3 separate regions of the Sus scrofa genome follow, and regions 2 and 3 are each linked to region 1. Evidence: chromatin contacts called from public Hi-C and HiChIP or PLAC-seq data. All regions are on one chromosome and are shown on one strand. The core of a region is the stretch at or near the end of the contact, and the rest is flanking DNA. Distances in the headings are between cores, read along the strand shown. Region 1 holds the start of FGGY (FGGY carbohydrate kinase domain-containing protein). Region 2 overlaps FGGY (FGGY carbohydrate kinase domain-containing protein). Region 3 overlaps FGGY (FGGY carbohydrate kinase domain-containing protein).

What was found. Hi-C and Micro-C count contacts between places; a contact is called where the count stands out from the background. HiChIP or PLAC-seq counts read pairs in DNA pulled down with a chosen protein or histone mark.
Region 2: a Hi-C map of skeletal muscle shows a contact between it and region 1, with 3 times the contacts expected there. The contact joins the enhancer-like site here to the promoter of FGGY in region 1. A contact is called at or near these places in 1 of 5 promoter capture datasets (liver), 4 of 47 Hi-C or Micro-C datasets (heart right ventricle and skeletal muscle) and 2 of 2 datasets of contacts at active chromatin or transcription factors (alveolar macrophages and skeletal muscle).
Region 3: an H3K27ac HiChIP or PLAC-seq map of skeletal muscle shows a contact between it and region 1. The contact joins the enhancer-like site here to the promoter of FGGY in region 1. A contact is called at or near these places in 3 of 5 promoter capture datasets (fetal skeletal muscle and liver), 6 of 47 Hi-C or Micro-C datasets (embryonic fibroblasts, fetal heart ventricle, heart right ventricle and 2 more) and 2 of 2 datasets of contacts at active chromatin or transcription factors (alveolar macrophages and skeletal muscle).

The regions. Positions count from the first base shown.
Region 1 is chr6:153,211,827-153,214,526 of Sscrofa11.1, reverse strand. It overlaps FGGY (FGGY carbohydrate kinase domain-containing protein), which reads left to right and starts at 1,348. Exons shown (of 16, transcript XM_021097811.1): 1 at 1,348-1,472. LOC102165506 (a long non-coding RNA gene) reads right to left here and starts at 1,275. Exons shown (of 4, transcript XR_002345481.1): 1 at 1,105-1,275; 2 at 535-595.
Region 2 is chr6:153,077,185-153,079,884 of Sscrofa11.1, reverse strand. All of the region lies in intron 5 of FGGY (FGGY carbohydrate kinase domain-containing protein), which reads left to right. Among named protein-coding and RNA genes, the nearest start is that of FGGY, 130 kb to the left of the region's middle. Within about 2 kb of position 1,399, at least 12 of the 83 cell types and tissues checked have an H3K27ac peak or open chromatin away from gene starts, as enhancers often do. A contact at or near this core is called in skeletal muscle, where this site is marked.
Region 3 is chr6:152,975,685-152,978,384 of Sscrofa11.1, reverse strand. The region is part of intron 7 of FGGY (FGGY carbohydrate kinase domain-containing protein); the gene reads left to right. Among named protein-coding and RNA genes, the nearest start is that of FGGY, 240 kb to the left of the region's middle. Within about 2 kb of position 1,369, at least 11 of the 83 cell types and tissues checked have an H3K27ac peak or open chromatin away from gene starts, as enhancers often do. A contact at or near this core is called in alveolar macrophages, liver and skeletal muscle, where this site is marked.

The DNA of each region.
Region 1 (2,700 bases), core at 99-2,598:
AACCTAAGGTCTTCTTTTGTTTGTTTTTAATTCTTCTTCGTGTCCCACTATCTCTGCTTGACTCAACAAACATCTGTTTACCAAAATTTGCTTTTCCATCTCTATGTGAATTGCCTTCCTCCTCTTTGAAGACCCAAACCACTATCCCTAACCTCCTTCTTTTGTCTTTAGCTGAAGATGGTTTTACGGAGAGACTCTGTTTTTCTAGGTTTCTCCTATGTATACAAGTTATTAAACATTATTTGATTTTCTCCCATTAACATGTCTTAACATGAATCAACATGTCAATTCAATTCTTAGACCAGCCAGAAAAACCTACAAGGATAGAGGAAACTTTCTTTCTCTGGCAACCCCAAACTAGGACTTCTAGCAGATGCAATTAATCATGTGGCCCTGGCCTCAATGAGCCAGAATCCTCACCTGTAAGACCAGGATAAAAGCACGCATTTGGGGTTGTTATGAGGAAAGTAGAGTGACTTTCATGCACATGGCATAGAGTCCCGTTCAGTGAAATCAGTTATTACCTAGGCTTACCTCTCATAACCGATGTGTCCTTTGAAAACCACTTCCTTTTACTGCACCTCAGTCTCCTTTTCTAGGAAAATAAAGAGTTTGGATTTGTTAAACTATCTTCCATATCTCAGTCCCATCAGCCTAGGAACCTGCCTTTTTAAAAGATCTGGCTCAGCTCAGCTCACGTTGGAATCTACTTTCCTTTTACTGTGTATCACAAAACAAGCTAAAAAACGTGTCTGACGCTCTGCATCTGTAGAGCGTCAAAACAGGGACAAACGATACCTAGCTTACTGGAAACATAAAGACGTGAAGATTACGTGAGATAGAGTGTCCGGGACCCATCAGCTTGTAACTGCCTTGAAGGCTGGGACCCATCTGTTTTGCAGATTTACAAGCCTGACACCTCTTCAGAGGGTTGGGTCACAAAACTAGATGAATAAATTCACGTGAAGTATCAGGAGCAAGACCTGGCACAAAGTAAGCATTCAATAAATATTATTAATTATTTTAACACCTGTCTGCAAGAGTTCGGGTACTCAGTATATGGTTGAGAAGTTAACATGATACACATTGGACACACACACCCACCAGAGGCTGCTGAGAGTTTGCGTGGGCGAGTTCTTGGAGAAGAGCCCCCAGAGCAGGACACTGAGAGGGCAGCGGCCACTTTGGGCCTTTGAAAATCCGGGAAAGCGGGAAGATCCGGGCGGAGGCTGCGGACCTAGCTCCCAGCCGACGCAGCACAGCACGAGGCGACGGCGGGCAGGCACCGACCAATCCGGGGCCTGGTTCAAAGAGCCAATCGGGGCGCGCTTTACAGGGGCCGCGGCCTTAGGGGGCGGGGCAGGGGGAGGGGCCACAGCCGCCTCCCGGACCGCCCAGCCCAGGCGCGGTGCGGCTCGGTGCGGTAAGCTGCAGAGCCCTGTTAACTAAAAATGTAATTTCAGATTGGACAAGTAAGTGATCCTCCTCTCGGTCCCACGTGTGCATCAGGGGCTTTAGCGGTTGCTCAGGCTCACAGCGAGCCGGTTCTCTAGCCTGAGAGCGCTGGGCCGAAGCCTCCCTCCCTTTTCCCGCAGCCGGCGCCTCCTCTTCCTCCTCTGGCCGCTTAAGTCTTAGTGCTGGTCGTGCTTTGGCTCTTGTTGAGTCCCCAGTGTCCACTCCTTGGTGAGGCGTCAGGCCACTCAAGAGAAGGGTCAGCCTTGACTGCACCCTCAACACTGCCTAGGAGCTTTCTGAAACCTGGGGTCCTTTGCCCTCACTGTCCAGTTAACTAGGTTAATTTCCTATCTTTATCACACCTCTCCCCACCCCCCACATCTTATTTTAGAATGTTTCCCTAGGCATTTTTGAGCCTTTTAATCCCAGGCTGGCCACCTAAAGCCTTTTAAGGCTAGTGCTGCTTGTGATTATGTTTGAGGTGCAGTTTAATTTAGATGGTGTAATGCTCTTTGTCTATAGTTAAACTGCATAGGAAAGGCCTAGAGGTATCTTTCCATTTTTATTAATTTCCTTTTTTTTTTTAAGGATGAACAACATGCAAAATGGGGCATTTCCCTAATCATTGGCTATTTTCCACTAAAGCACTTCTCATGTTGTAACTAATTTCGTTTGTAAAGAGTCAAGTCATTTTCAAGATCTGGGAAAGCAGTCATCCTTAGGTTAATTTTTAAAGTGATATCAGAAGGAAGTGATTATGCTTTTGAATCCATAAGAAAGAAGGCAAGCTTTCTCTTAGTTCCTGGCTGTTAGACGGTAGTTTTGCTTTGTTTTGTTTTGCTTGCTTTTCTCTTCTTTGCTGTGATCCACCTTCTATCCTGAAATTGTGCTTTGTAAGTTGCCAGCTGGGTCTTCCAGCCTGCTGACTGCCTCCTGGTCTTCTGGGAGTCTCCTGTTAATTAGGCCCTGTGCTTGGCTTTTGACCTAGTGGCCACAGGCCTGGCTCTTGGAGGGGCCAGCTGAGGAGGCCCAGCGAACTCTTGTTAAGGATGATTAAGGAACCAGAGAGGCTGAGAGGGCCTGGAGATTGATTTTGAGGGGGAGGGAGATTGGGAGCCTCCCTGATGGATTTGGAAGTTTTGGGAGAAGGGAATAACCCAGAGAGTGGAGATCTGTGTCTTTCTGGATGAAACTGAGAAGTTTACTGGGAGGAGACTGGGCCTTTTTCCAAGCTGTGTTAATTTT
Region 2 (2,700 bases), core at 150-2,649, 130 kb after region 1:
ATGGAATATGACTTTCTACTTGACCAGTTTCTCCTCTTGATTTTTCACTTGGGGAACTTTCTGTCTTTCCCATCAACTCAATTCATGTGGTGCTCGTGCTTTCCGTGTATGAGAACGATTAATTCTGGGGATTTTATCAAAATAGAATTGAAACTACAGCCCTCAGATGGTAGCTAGGCTCTGGATTGGCCTTTTCTGTGCCGAAGTTGTCGGCTGGTACACTTGCTGCCCTACCCGTGCCTCCACCCCACAACGAGGAGTCACAGCCTTTTCCGGGTGCCCCCTCCCAGTTTGTTTCCAGCAGCCGTGCACACACACCCACACACACACACGTGTGCCTACACACTCGCCCACATTTTTGACTTTGCACTAATAGATAAAAAAGGCCCCCATCAGCTCTGCTGGGCCGCAGTCCTGTCTGGTTTAAATCTAAACTGCCTGAGAGATCGGGGGTAATAAGTGAGTGACAACAGGTGCAGATTTCCTTACACCCCTCCGCGCTCGGCCCCTAGTTCTTTCTTTGATTCTTTTCCCCCAACACCCTTGTCCAATAAATTTTATAGCTGCACGATCCTGTTTCAGAGCGGAAGGGAGATTTTTCTCTCCACTCGGCTAAATGGTGCCTAAGTCAAAACCCTGCTTCCTGCCCCGCTCCTCGCTTTTGAAGAAGCAGTAATAAGGAGTAACCGCAGGCCAGGAGCTGCTGCTGGGTCCGGTATCTGCAGTCTGACACATGAAGAGCTAATTTTCGGGCCCTGTTTCAGAAAAGCCAAGAATTAACTTGCAGAGAATTAGCCATAATTGGGGAGAAAATAATCACGTGGCGTTTTCTGCCCTGTGATAACTGTAGCCACTGACAGGGCCTTCATAGCTATGTCAACGCCCACCTCTATTTAAAACAAAGCATTGCTCAGGGCCTTGAAAGCCCTATCTGGATGTTCTCTGTGGCACATTTGTGTGCAAGCCACCTGAATGTGGGCGTTAAAAGGGGATTTGTTTCATGTCTTTCTGGTGCAAAGTCCCAGGGCAGTGAGACATTTTATATCATATTTGCAGACATGAATGGCTTCTGCAGGTGTCAGATAAGGTTCGCAGGCCCTGTGGGCAAAGCTGCAGTCGGGCCTGCTTCAAGAATGGGCTGTGGTCTGAAGAGAATCATTTCTGATAAGGTCCTGGGTCCTTTAGAGAATTTGAAACTCAGTGCCTCTTTTGTCCTGTGTGTGTGTGTGTGTGTGTGTGTGTGTGTGTGTGTGTGTATGTGTTTAAAGTATCCTGGCCCACAATACACATGGAAGGGAGATGATGGACTTTGTTATTGGAGGTGACCTGAATACAGTGGGCCAGAAGCCTCAGTCCCGTCAGAGTACAGCCAAGTGTCATGTGTTCCCATGATTTAAACACCCGCTCTCTGCTGCCGGCTTCACAGTCTGAATGTCTGTCCTGCGTGCTCTCCCGAGCTCCGTACTGCTCTGCCACCCTCCCGGTGGAGGGGATCAAAACACAGAGATCCCTTTATGCTCTTTCAACTCTTAGTACTTTTGCATGTGCTGTCTCCTCAGCCAGTATCCTTAGGTATTGCTACTTGCTGGCTCACAGGCGCCTCAGACGCCACTCCTTTTCCCTGAAATACTTTTGCTTTTCTTTCACTGTTTCCTGTCAGAGGCAAGGTGCTGTCATCAGTTTGCCAACCCCAAACCTTGACATCATACCTTCCATATTCATGACCATTCCCTAAATGAAGGGCAAAATCTATGATATTGTTCCTTAACTATCTCCGGAGTAGTTGCCATCCTCAGCTTACCCTCCTAACTGGGCTCCTTGGCTCCCACCATCCTTCCCCCAACTTCTGCCCTACCTCACCTCACCAAACCAGTACTCCTTCCTCCTCTACTTTAGGCTCTGCCTGTGGATCTGATATTGCTTTTCTTTGAAACCCTTCAGTAGCATCCCGGGTCTGCAGTTTTCAAGTCTCACCTCACCTCTCTTGTGTGGAGCGTAGGTCTGCTGTGATCTAGCTGCTCCCTGGTCCTCCCAGGTCACTCTCTGCCAGTTTCCTGGTGGAAGGGATCAAAAAACAGAGCTCCCATTACTCTCTTTCAGCTCTCTGTATTTTTGCATATGCTCTTGCCTCTACTAGTAATGCCCTTTCCTGCGCTGGCTTACCAGTCAACCCCTATACTTCTGTGTTAGTAGGTGACAGTCTTTTTTTTTTTTTTTTCTTTTTTTGGCCTTTTTCTAGGGCCAATCCTATGGCACATGGAGGTTCCCAGGCTAGGGGTCTAATCAGAGCTGTAGCCTCTGGCCTACGCCAGAGCCACAGCAACGCAGAATCCAAGCCAAGTCTGCGACCTACACCACAGCTCTCGGCCATGCCGGATCATCAACCCACTGAGCAAGGCCAGGGATCAAACCCGCAGACTCATGGTTCCTAGTTGGATTCGTTAACCACTGAGCCACGACGGGAACTCCAGTAGGTGACAATCTTATCTGTGGCTCATAGATGATGGCTTCTTTTTTTCTTACATGACAGTCTAGAGATCAATGCTTTCCACGAGATCCTCCCAGAACCAGATGGTTTCTGTGTGTGAACAATCCTTAATATTGATACACTTGTCTGCATGATCGAAGGTGGCTATCAGCCTCCTTCTTCCAGGCAGCGGGATGAAAGATGAAGAAGACACCTACCTTTTCTCTTTAGTG
Region 3 (2,700 bases), core at 120-2,619, 240 kb after region 1:
GAAAATGAAAAGTCTTGAGGTAATACAACATAGGAGTTCAAATCCTGGTTTGAACACCAATCCTAGTTCCATCTGCTGTCTCTGTGACCTTGGGAAGTTGCTTGATACTTCATGCCTCAGTTTTTTTCCTCTCTGAAATGGGTATAGTACTTGCACGCACCTCATAGAGTTGTTTGAAGAATAAATGAGCGACATTCTGTAAAGCTCTTTAGTGTCTGGCAGTGCCGTGTATATTTAGCTATGATTGATGGGATCTAAACGAATGTGTATTATGAATGATAGAAGTGTTCAAGGCGAAGTCATTCTTTTATTTTAAAAAATACGTGATATTTTCCTTTTATGTGCCAGGCATTGTTGTAGATGTTTGGACATAGTGGTGAATAGAGACAAGTTCCTGCTCCTATGAAGCTTCCTTCTTGTTGGGAGTGTCCATAACCTCCCATAGAAACATACTCATGAATATTTTTATATACACAGTATGCATGCATACAGAGTATGCATGCACATGTGTGCTTGTGTATCCACATATATGTTTATGTGCACATCTGTCTGTGCATGTGTATATGTGTGTGTTTGTGCATATGTGTGCACAGATGTGCCTCTATTGGCATGCTCAGCAATGTGCATGTACGGCTGAATGCTTGTGCATATGTGTTTGTGTACATGTATGTATACCAGTATACATATGTGTGTGTGCATATGTATATGCACATTTGGATATGTGTGTTTGTGCATGTGTGGGCATATGTGTACATGTGTGTATTTGTATATGCATCATTATGTGTTTATCAGGTACTGCTAAGTGTTATTAAGAACAGGTCTGTGTAAAGCAGTAGAGAGTGCCAGGAGTGAGAGAGTGCCAGTACAGAGAGTTCTGGAAAGTTTAATCCAGAGTGGTGACATTTGAGGAAACTGACCTCAATGAAGAGAGGGAACATTTTATGGTATAAGAAGCAAGGTAGCAGATAATTCAATTAGCAAATATGTGTTAGACCCATACTTGGCCTCAGATGCCATGTAGGGCATGGGGGCTGCCAGGCTGAAGATGATCCAGTCTTTTCTCTGGAGGAGCTTAGCAGCTGGTGGAGAAGGCAGACCTGTCATCAGAAAAATCCCATTGTAACCTTCACACTGCCTTTCCCAGATGTGAGGGAAGTGTCACAAGAGCACACGGAATGGATCAACCAGCTCTGCCAGGACAAGTGAGGGAAGCATCACGTAGGAGGTGCAAATGGGACAAGCATTTCAGGAGGCGGGAATGGAAAGTGAAAAGAGTGTGGAAAAGCCTGACTCCATCATGGGTCTTTTCAGTATGGCAAACTTGTTGTGCAAGTATGAGGAAACAGTGAGAGAGGGCCAGGAAATCAGAGCTGTGTACCATGTGTGGATTCTGAACTCCCAGCTTTGCCACTTGTTAGGAGCAAGTTACTTAACTGCTGTCTCAGATTTCCCTTCTGTAAATGGGGATGACAACAGCGCCTCCTCTGGTGGTTGTACTGTACTGGCGCCATTTCCTGACCTGTGTGAGCAATCAACAAGTGTCAGCTCTTCCAGGTCAGAAGCTCAAATGTAAAAAGCCTTGAATTCTAAGTTGAGGAAATTGGATGCTGAAAATCAACCTATCATTCAAATAGCTTCCTTGGCACTGACTGTCGTGTGAAAACTGTCAAGTGTTCTACCTGAAGAATTTGCCTTTGGGCAAGCAGCTAGGATTTGTCATACCAATGGGTGATACTGCAAAGGAACAGATAAAGCAGTAAAAAAAAAAAAAAAACAAAAAAAAAAACCTCATTTTATCTTAGAACAAAAGTTCACTTCAATGGAATGGAGCAGATATTTGTTTTCCCAGGCCCTGGAAATTCAGACATAGCTCACTTGCTGCCAGGGCTTTGCACTCCACCTTTGTAATGTTTGTTACTCAAACTGCAGAAGCATAGCTAGATGGGAAAGTACATTTCTCCATCTCCGACTTCTGTATCTCAGCACCAGGCCTGAGGCTGGAGGATGCTGCTTTTCAGGGTCTCATACCCACTCTGATCTTGGCCACTGTCTTAGTGAGAGGATTTTTGCCTCTGCTCCTGTCTCTTCATCCCATTATCTCTTCTCTTTCTTCAAATCGAAGTAGAGAGTGTACAAAGTCTGCCCAGGCTCACTACAGTCTGAGCTGCTGAATATTCTTCCAGAGCCTTCTAGTATTTCTGTGCCCATCCCTCTGAATATTCCATCTTCATTTTATCGATGACAGTGTCAGATTTTCCCACTAAACTTTCTTCTGTTCCCATTTTGACTAGAACTAGAAAGTACTGTTTGCTAGAAACTGCAAATGGAAAATATAAAGAGAGACAACATGAGAAAATAGATTATTTACATTATTTCCAGTTATCCATAGTAGATTGAAATCATAATATAGATCATCTAAAAAATGAGTATTTTATTTTGAACATAGAATGACATAGGATTTTTTTATTAATTAAGTTTTTTTTAGGATATAGTTGATTTACAGTGTTGAGTCAATTTCTGTTGTATAGCATAGTGACCCAGTCATTTTTTTTCTCATATTATCTTCTATCATGGTCTATCTCCTGATACTGGATATAGTTCCCTGTGCTATACAGTAGGACCCCATTGCTTATCCATGATCCATTCTAAATGTAATAGTTTGCATCTACTAACCCCAAACTCCCAGTCCATCCCACTCCC